Regions from separate parts of the Mus musculus genome. Here all the other regions are linked to region 1. A link is a contact called in public Hi-C and HiChIP or PLAC-seq data. All regions are on one chromosome and are shown on one strand. The core of a region is the stretch at or near the end of the contact, and the rest is flanking DNA. Distances in the headings are between cores, read along the strand shown.

The links. Hi-C and Micro-C count contacts between places; a contact is called where the count stands out from the background. HiChIP or PLAC-seq counts read pairs in DNA pulled down with a chosen protein or histone mark.
Region 2: a contact with region 1 is called in an H3K4me3 HiChIP or PLAC-seq map of embryonic forebrain, with 6 times the contacts expected there. The contact joins two enhancer-like sites. A contact is called at or near these places in 3 of 39 promoter capture datasets (3T3-L1-derived adipocytes, cranial neural crest and second pharyngeal arch cranial neural crest) and 16 of 115 datasets of contacts at active chromatin or transcription factors (bone marrow-derived macrophages, cardiomyocytes, craniofacial prominence and 12 more).
Region 3: a contact with region 1 is called in a Hi-C map of uterus, with 5 times the contacts expected there. The contact joins two enhancer-like sites. A contact is called at or near these places in 6 of 39 promoter capture datasets (the 3T3-L1 cell line, 3T3-L1-derived adipocytes, frontonasal cranial neural crest and 2 more), 3 of 484 Hi-C or Micro-C datasets (nephron progenitors and uterus), 6 of 115 datasets of contacts at active chromatin or transcription factors (bone marrow-derived macrophages, craniofacial prominence, embryonic basal ganglia and 3 more) and 1 of 9 other capture datasets (embryonic stem cells).

The regions. Positions count from the first base shown.
Region 1 is chr14:24,499,095-24,502,121 of GRCm38.p6, forward strand. No RefSeq gene overlaps it. Among named protein-coding and RNA genes, the nearest start is that of Rps24, 9.9 kb to the left of the region's middle. Within about 2 kb of position 1,612, at least 89 of the 459 cell types and tissues checked have an H3K27ac peak or open chromatin away from gene starts, as enhancers often do. A contact at or near this core is called in embryonic forebrain, forebrain and uterus, where this site is marked.
Region 2 is chr14:25,419,562-25,422,588 of GRCm38.p6, forward strand. It overlaps Gm32645 (a long non-coding RNA gene), which reads left to right. Exons shown (of 7, transcript XR_003951092.1): 6 at 1,356-1,461. Among named protein-coding and RNA genes, the nearest start is that of Zmiz1os1, 14 kb to the left of the region's middle. Within about 2 kb of position 1,625, at least 98 of the 459 cell types and tissues checked have an H3K27ac peak or open chromatin away from gene starts, as enhancers often do. A contact at or near this core is called in embryonic forebrain and forebrain, where this site is marked.
Region 3 is chr14:25,040,888-25,043,914 of GRCm38.p6, forward strand. No RefSeq gene overlaps it. Among named protein-coding and RNA genes, the nearest start is that of Gm41112, 8.3 kb to the right of the region's middle. Within about 2 kb of position 1,619, at least 27 of the 459 cell types and tissues checked have an H3K27ac peak or open chromatin away from gene starts, as enhancers often do. A contact at or near this core is called in uterus, where this site is marked.

The DNA of each region.
Region 1 (3,027 bases), core at 362-2,861:
TCAAGAGCAGAGTCACATTCAAGGCCATGAAAAATGATTAAGCAGGTGCGTGAGGGAGTGGCCGTTCTGTGGTGGGGCAGGGGAAAGATGGAAATCCTGAATTTGTTTAGGTGGCTTCAGACAGTTGCCCTTAACTCCTGCTGTTTTTACAGGAGAAATCCCATTCTGAACAGACCTCAGACCAGCAAAGATAGCTGGCTGACTCTGGGTTATCAATGTGGACAGCACAAATTCTTGAGTCCCAAAGCACTACACAGCTGTTCCTCCGTTCTCCAGACTTTCCTCCTATGCCAGACCTGAGGCCCTGTCTCCCATAGTCTTCAGGCTGGGAGTGGGAGGATAAGACCTGATGGAGCAAGCCGCCCCCCCCCCCCCCCAAAGGTCAGCAGGGAACAACCCCAGGAAGACCCCGTGTGCCAGGCTGAGGACTTTTCTCATTCATTATTTTGGTTGAGTAAAAGAAATGTGGAGAATTAGAGATTGAACAGTAAGTGGAGTGTCCTTGTCACACGCTGAGTTTTTCCACACAGAATACTTGAGCCGTTTGACTGCTCATCAGGCACGATGGGAAGATTACAGCTGGAGAGGGCTGATGAGCGGGTATTTGAGCAGTGTACTGGGAAACGGCCCGGCCCGGTTCCTGCTCCTCAGCGTCCAGCAGCAGGAGCTGTTGGGGAACAGAGGGCTCCCACCCCTCCCTCTATAGCAGGTACAAGAGCAGGGTTGAGTAGTGAGGCTTTGTTAAAAATACTCAGCTGTTCACCTGTGTTCACTTTGTAGCTCGGAGTGGGAGCATTCATTCATCTGAAAATTTAACAGCTTTGAGGCTTGGACTCAAAGTTCACAAAGGTCTTTTCTGCCGATGTCTCTCGATGTGACAGGTCTTGTCCAAGAGAAGCTTGTGGATGAATGATAATACTACAACTACTGCTAATAAACATTCCGGGCACAAAACTAGGGAGATGCTTAGTGGATAAAGTTCTTGCACTTGTGAGGACTTGAGTTTAAATCCCTATCGCCTACAGAAGAGCTGGGCTGAAGCGGATACCCGTAACCCTAGTGCCAGGAAAGCCACAGGCAGATTTCTGGGACGCTTTCCAGCCTAAGCCTAAATGATGAGAGGAGATCTGAGGTCTACTTCTGGCCTCCATATGTGCATGCACGTGTAAATATATACATGTGATAAACACATGAACAGATTTATTGAGATTATACTGGGATCTGAGTCTAGGAGGGAGGCACAAATAAGCCCATTTTGCAGATGAAGATGTTGAGGTTTACAGGGAGCTAAATAGTCAGCCTAATGAGCCAGAGTAGCTAAGGAAGGTCATGGGTATTCACTCTAGCCACAGCACCAATTGCTAACTTATTAGATCTGCAAATTTCCGGACCGTACTCAGTCAACTACTGGAAAGTGAGAGTGGAGCCCAGTTACCTGGGTTTTAGCAAGCCTGGCAGGTACATTTGGCGCGGAGTAAAGTTAAGGGTATTGGGGGAGGAGACAACTGTGGGGGCCAGCAATGGATGCTTTTGATAGCCATAATACTGAACCTTCCTTGGTGGAATAAAAGTGGTCCCTGCGGCTGTCTTCCACGAGGGGGCACTGTGGATTCAGGCTTGGAATCGCCGGCTTTGTTGTCCCGGCGGCTGCTGCTGCTGCTCTCGGGAAGCCTGAAGAAAGCCTGCTGCCAGATTAGCTGAGGGGTCAGCCTTTCTTCTTCCGGGAAGGTCTGCCGGGGTGGTAATCTTGTTTACAGGATTCAGCCCTCGTGGTGAAACTGAACCTGGAGGGCTTGCTGCTGTTCACATGTGCATGGCGATGCCTACCCATCCGTGGGGCAAGGTCTCTGAAGATCCTCTGCAAACAACATTCCCCTTTTGTAGCTGCCCAGCCAGGCAGCTTACAGTTCCTTTGGAGGGCAGAGCACTAGAACCCCAGTAGCCGATTATGGCTCAGCGTTCAACGTGCTTCCGTGTCATAGTGTTGTCTTGTTTAGATGGGAACAGGAGCCAATTTCGAGTCTTCATTTTGTGGTTTGGGGCAGTTTTCCTTCACCTCTGGGCCCCAGTTTCCCAGGAGATTGAAGGGAGTAGCTTTCATTAGGTGGCTCTCAGCCCCTCTTTCTCTCCATGTCTAAAAATCCTGCCCTAGGGAAGAAAGGAGGAAGCCGACAACCCCCCTTTCTGTCTCCTGGTCTATCCTCCCCTCCTACAGAAGAAGCGTCAGGCTTATAGATCCTCTGCTTTTAAAAATAAGTGTAAATACACACATGCAGATAACAACATACAAGTCCTGCCCCAGGGGGCCGGGGAAGAGCCCAGCTCAGACTCTGAAAGGCATGTGGTGCAAGGACACTGCAGGGGCTGTGACATGACATCCATCTCTGGTGTACGTTTCAGTAAGCCTTTCCAGGGACTTGCAAGGCAGTAAGGTGGAACCTACCAAATTGGATTTTTTTTTTTCAGGTCCTTAGACACCCAGGATTTGCCTCTATATAGATTTCTATTCTGTGTGTTTGGAAGAAGGAAAGATTTACATCATGGTCTCCTCTTGGCTGCACGTGTTTCTTCAGAAAATACATTGTCTCACAGTGACTTCAGCATTTCCCTCCTTAATACAAAGGACTGGTATCTTATGTCTATAGTGGCTGCGCACTGAAGAAGTTGAATGCCGAGTTAGGCATTGAGCCTCTGGCATTGGCCAATATGAGCCTATAGAAGTATCCAATACCAAGGGAGATTCCAGCCTTCTGCTGACTCCCACCGTGTCTGATGATACACAGCATTTGGTTAGAAACTGCCCACCCCACCAGCAAGACCACTGAGTCATAACTCTCCACAGTAGAGGGTACAGGTTAAGCCAGATAACTACCTGATTTCCCAGAGAAGCAGAGGGCCTCTTTTGTTGTTGTTGTTGTTTTTTGTTTTTGTTTTGTTTTTTGGTTTTTCGAGACAGGGTTTCTCTGTAGCTCTGGCTGTCCTGAAACTCACTCTGTAGACCAGGCTGGCCTCGAACTCAGAAATCTG
Region 2 (3,027 bases), core at 375-2,874, 920 kb after region 1:
GCTCTTTGGGCCCTGAGCTCATCTGCGCCCCTCTGTTCCTTGCCATCTTTGTTGCACAACACAAACAGCTTCCAGTTCTGTCCTGCCTCTGAGACTCAGGACAAGCAACGACACATTGGGTCCCTCATCATCACCATAAAGCTGGTTAGCACAGCTCAGACAGTGGACACTTGCAAGGCCTAGTGTTGTACCCTACAGAAGGGCTTGGCCCTGGACATATGTAGCTAGTCTAAGGGTATTTGTACCTGTCCCTCTTACTATATGTATAGTATATAACAGCAGAACATGGTCTTTCAAGGTCACACTCCCAAGCTCAGTTTTCTTATACAGAAACAGTAAAGGAGTCAGAGTCTACTCTTCTATCCCCACCCTGTGTCTGATACCCCAGCAGGACCCAGTGAGACTGTAACCTCTCTGGGAGCAAGGGACATCTAACAACATCCATGCCCACATCCACCTATTCTTTCAGCAGCCATATCTTTGAATACATCCCATAGGCTAGGCACTATGCCAAGTGCTATCTGCCCATAGCAAGGCTTGGCCCCAAACTGGTTCAATCAGTGTTTGTAGACTGATTCTTGGCCTCTCCCATCTGTCTGGACAATGAAGATCATGACCATGGGTGGGCCCTGGAAAGACTCCCATGAGCAAGTCCCTGACTACCAGTAGCCGAAACACAGCTGTTTCTCCCAGCAGCTCTTGTGCCTGTGACTTTCTCTGACTTCCTCTGGGGTGAGCAAGGCTCTTTTTCCCCCAACATAAGAGAACACAAGGCATAGAGAGGTGTAGTGTCTGTCTGCAGACACACAGCCAGAGCTAGGAGCTCAGGTCTGATGGGTGCAAATTCCAAATTTTAGAATGCGACCAGCTCGGGCAAGTAGAGATGTGTCGGAATGTGCCTGGGAGTCTGGAGTTGAGATTAATCTCGAAGGCCAGCATCAGGCACTGCTGAAACCAAACCCCAGCAATGGCTGCCTCTACCAGCTGCTCAGCTGGGTAACGTGCCCTCAGATGTCTCGTGGTAAACTATAGGACATCTGTACCAGACAAAGCCTGCTGTCTGTCTAAGAGAAGAAAGGGAGAACCACAGTGCTTGTAGAGCCATTGGTCCCTGGGCAAGAACATGAAGTCTCAGAGTTCAGGGACAGTTCTTAGGGAAGCCGGAAGAGTAAGTAGAAGCAGAATCCTCCTGCGGAGGTCAGCTTCAATTAAAACATCCAGCCTCAAGGAGGAGGAGGAGGAGGAGGAGGAGGAGAGGAGGGAAGGAGGGGAGGAGAGAGAGGGGAGGAGGGGAGGAGGGGAGGAGGAAGGTCTAGGGTTGTAGAGGCCTTCCAACATGTTTCTCTGCTCCTCAGTCACAGAGGAGGCACTGTGTACCAGTGCCCAACCAGTATCCACATTTTCTGAAGGCAGGCCCGAGTTGTCAATCCAGAGACTAGACAGAAGAACTCAGCTCCACATGTAAGTGAGTCCCTGTCCCTAGGCAGGCACAGGCCTGGCCCTGGTTTCCTGATCTGTCTTGGCTATTGAAATCTAATGGGAAAGGGGGTGCAGAGGAGGCCTGGGATCTAGGCAAACTGACAGCTGAAGAATCAGCAAGACCCAGCCCAGGAGTCAGGCCTGACTGTGCTGGCCACTATCCAGACAGCTGAGCCTAGCTTGCAGTCCAGGGGCACATGACACTCCAAGGACCAAGTAAAGCCTGGGCTCCCATGTGAGTCTGGACACTCAGGGCCACTTGGCAGGCAGCAGGGTTCGGAGCCTGATGCTCTTCCCTGGTCTCAGGTTGGATTCCTACTGCTGAGACCTGCATGCATGTGGGAGTCATCTTGGCTGTACTGCCCATGGGACACATCTCTAAGGTCCAGCCTTGTTGTGCTCCCTGGATGTCCATAAGCAAGCTACTGGTCATTTGCCTGTGACTTCGGTGCCCTGGGATGAGAGCCATGACCAGGTTCCTGCCTCTCCAGTGCCATGCTGGTACATGCACCCTCGTGTGCAGGTTTATGAACACCCTGCACCAGTATGGCACTCCATGCAGGGGAGTGCCCTGCCATAGAAAAGCTGGCAAGACAGTGAGGCAGCAGGCCCACAGCGAGGCCCCTAACAAAGGCGGGGCGTTGGCAGGCAGCAGAAGAGGGGCGGGCTGAGATGGATGTGGCTTGGAGCCTAACAGGCCACCAGCAGCCGCAGCATCTGCTTTTTCTCACCTCTAAAGGGAATCGATTTGTCTCTGACTGATTTCCCTGACGTCTAGTTTTCTTCTCCGCCCGGCTGTCAACCCAGCCACTGTGCACAGGGCGGGGGAGGCCCTGGCCGTCAGCCTGCCTGCCTGCCTGCCCGCCTGCCTGCTCCTACCTCCCCATGCGCCCACATGCTCAAGGCTGATCTCATACTCATAGCCACAAAAAAAGCCCACACCCCACAGACAGCCTACCCACCCCAGACACAAACCCCACAAGATATGCACATCACACCCACCCACACACAGACAACCTGCCCACAACATAGACATCCCACATAATACACATAACACGTACACACACACAGATAACAACCTGCCCACAATACATTCACAGCCACACACAGGCAACTGGACCATAACCTGCCCACAACATATACAACATACACAACATACACACCCTACACAATACATACCCCATACATATATACACACAACCCACCCAGAACAACCCACTTACAGATAACATGCCCACAGCACACACACATGCCACAATGTATATGTATATACATGTGTTATATGTTATCATACTCCTACCCATAGACAACCTGCTCTCAGCATGTACACAATACATAGACCCTCTCTTTCAGATGATGTCTCCTCCACTCACACATATATACACACATATATAGACATACCTCTCGCCTGTATTTAACAGACCCACACACCCTGAACTAGATACACAGACCACTCATGCTCCCACTTACAGGTAATGTGCCCATTACCCCCCATCCCCCCGACCTGATACACACTCCACATATATCAGTCCACAGACAACCTGGCTA
Region 3 (3,027 bases), core at 369-2,868, 540 kb after region 1:
TTTAACTTTTTAAATTTTTGTTAGATTTACTGACTGCTTGCATAAGAATTTGCCTACACACATGTCTGTGTACCACGCACATGCCTGGTACCTGAGGAGATCAGAGAGAGTGTCAGATCCCCTGGAAGCATAGTTAGATATGGTTGGAAAGCACCACGTGGGTCCTGTGTAAGAGCAGCAAATGCTCTCAAGCACTGAGTCACATCTCCAGCCCCTGCAAGGCCTGTCTGCATTTGTGTAGTGAAACCTCCACCAAGCCAGGGAGTTGGAGTCTTCCTGGCTGCCTTGCCTCCTTGTCTGCAAGAACATGGAGGGTGAGGACTGTGGCTTGCCCCCTACTGCTTGTCCCAAGACTTGTCTCACAGTGAGTTGTGGGAAAGAATCGGGGTCATCCCCAGCTTCAGAGTCTTCCCAGTCAACCCCACCTGCCTTTGTCATCCACTCGTGGGATGACAGAAAGGTTATTTCATGTGCCATCAGATGGAAATAGCTATATCTCAGGGCATGCGGTGGTGTCCCCAAATCGCAGGGCTCAGGGATGGTGAAGCTTTCGGCTTGATTCTGAGCCTCAACTGTCCACAGTCCAGCTCAGGAAGAGTCAAGGCTCTCAGGCTACAATATACATATATACAGACATCACACACCTCTCTCTCTCTCTCTCTCTCTCTCTCTCTCTCTCTCTCTCTCTCTCTCTCTCACACACACACACACACACACACACACACACACACACATGTATGCACACGAGCATGGAGTGGGGTACTGTGGCCGAGGGTAGTTTATCCCATGAATTTCAGAAATATCTCCTGGTTCAAAGTGTCTCTAAGTGTTAACTCTGTGTCATGTATTTGGGGCAGAGGGCAGACAGAGAGTAGCAGGAAGGTGAACAGATTCTAGGCGTGGTAGTTCTCAAGGTTAGCATATATACCTAGACCACCTATCTTCAGGCCATCATCAAAGCAGACTCCATGACCCTGAGTGGCAGGTTGTCAAGACTTCTGGGAGTTGCTGTGCTAGCCAAGGAGCGATAGAACTCAGGAAACATCTGGGGAGAAGCTAGAGGCAGGAAGGGCAGCACTTGCTCCGGGAGCCGTGTTTTAAGAAGGCAGGAGGGGGAAAGATGGCAGCTGAGAGATTGGTGCCAGTCCAGTCCCTGTCAGCCTAGGGGCAAACATTGCCAACACACTGTCTCTGGAGCAACATATGTCCCCAAGCCCAACCAACCCCATGCCTGAGAGTAGAAACGCCTCTCAGGTGCCCTGGACTCTTTTCTTGGTTTTGGAATGTGCTGGGCCACCCCTAAGGCTCACTTTCCAGCTCCTGTGCTCTACTGAGAGTTCACAACCATGTCAGACATCGTCAGGGGATTCTGGCGCGACACCCCAACTCGTAACACCACAGCAGGGCAAGAGCTGGCTCTGCAAGGCCATGACTGGGAAAATCATCACCCAAGGTGGGGCAGGATAGGCTGCAAACTCCCCCCCCCCTCCAGGTTCCTCTGCTCCATCCTCTGCCGTGACCCATAAATTCACCAAGATGAAGTCATTCCCCAGCCGTGGCTGTAAAAAGTCAGCTGCATAGCTGCAGAGTTTGCAGCCGAGTCAGATTATAAAATAAAACCAGAGATTCTGGAGAGCGGAGGGTCAAGCCAGCCAGCCCTGAGGGGAGGGGAGATGGCTGTTCTGTTGTTTTTAACAAGCACCAGAAGGTTTCAGCTTTGTAAGATTCCTCACCCTGCTCCCCCACCTTCCCACAACTCCTTTTAAAGTAGAGGATCGTGCAACTTCAGGGCTTCTTCAGTGTTACAAAAATAAAACCAAAATACAAACTTAAAAAAGAAAAAAACAACAACAGTCTGTAAGTTCTCTTTCCTGCTGTGTTTGAAGCAGACCTCAGACCCTATTCTTCTGAAGTTTCCTGAAATTTGACCAGAATCTGGGAACTCAGAGAAGTCACAGACCCTGCCTCTTTCATTCCCTGAAGCCGGAGTGAGAGCCAGAGCCAGGAAGCTGGAGTGGCCCAGGAGCTGAGCATGCCACCTGCCCAACTCCAGTGGGACAGCTTTCTGATCTACATAGCAGGTTCTTGCCAGTTGCCTCTGGTCCCTCCAGGTCAGCCTTCACCACTTTCTCCATCTGAGTACATCCCTCATGCAGACACTAGGGGATGGTCTGGGAACAGAGCAATTGACAACGCAGACAAAGGCACTTGCCTCTGCTTTCTCTATCTGGGAAGGGCTGAGTAGCCAGAACCTTAAAAAAGTGAGACCACTAATGTCCTTGTCATCCTTCTAGCAAGGACACCCATGAAGGTCAGGCTGAGACCATCTCACATGTGCAATAACCTCTTAGCTCACCAAGTACCCATTTAGTCTTTGTACATCATGAGGAAAGAAATGAGCTGCGTAACAAATGACTCCAAGCACAGAGATCAGAACAACAAGTGTGCATCGTCTCATGGGATCTCTGGATGCACAAAGTCAGGAACGAGGCTGTGGTGCATCTGATGGCCTGACTGAGGCAGGTCCTCCCCTCTCCTCTCCCATGCATGGAGGTTTTTGCAAGGGCCTATTGAGGAGCTTGTTGGACAAAGGGCTCAGTTCCTCTCTAACTGTTGCCCTGAAAGTCCTTCTCTGTGGCTGCACAGACCTCGCTGTAGAAGGTTTCTTTCATCATGAGCAATGAGTGTGCCTAAGATGGACCATATACACTTTTTAATAACATGATCTTTAGTATGGTACTCCTATATAGTTCTGTATTTGGTTTGTTAGAAACAAGTTGCTGGGTCCAGCATACGCTCAAGGGAGAGCATTGTACAGTGGCTGAATACTAGGGGGGGAAGGAGAACTGGGGTCCATTTTGGAGGAGGCTACTTAAAATAGAATCTAAGCGGTGATAACCAAGACTTCAATGTGTATTGAACACCCTCCATGCTCTGAGAGCTGTTTTCAGTGAATTCCATATGAAGTTTTAATTCATACTCACTCCGATTCAGGAGATAGTTTCTCCATCTTACAGACAAAAAGTC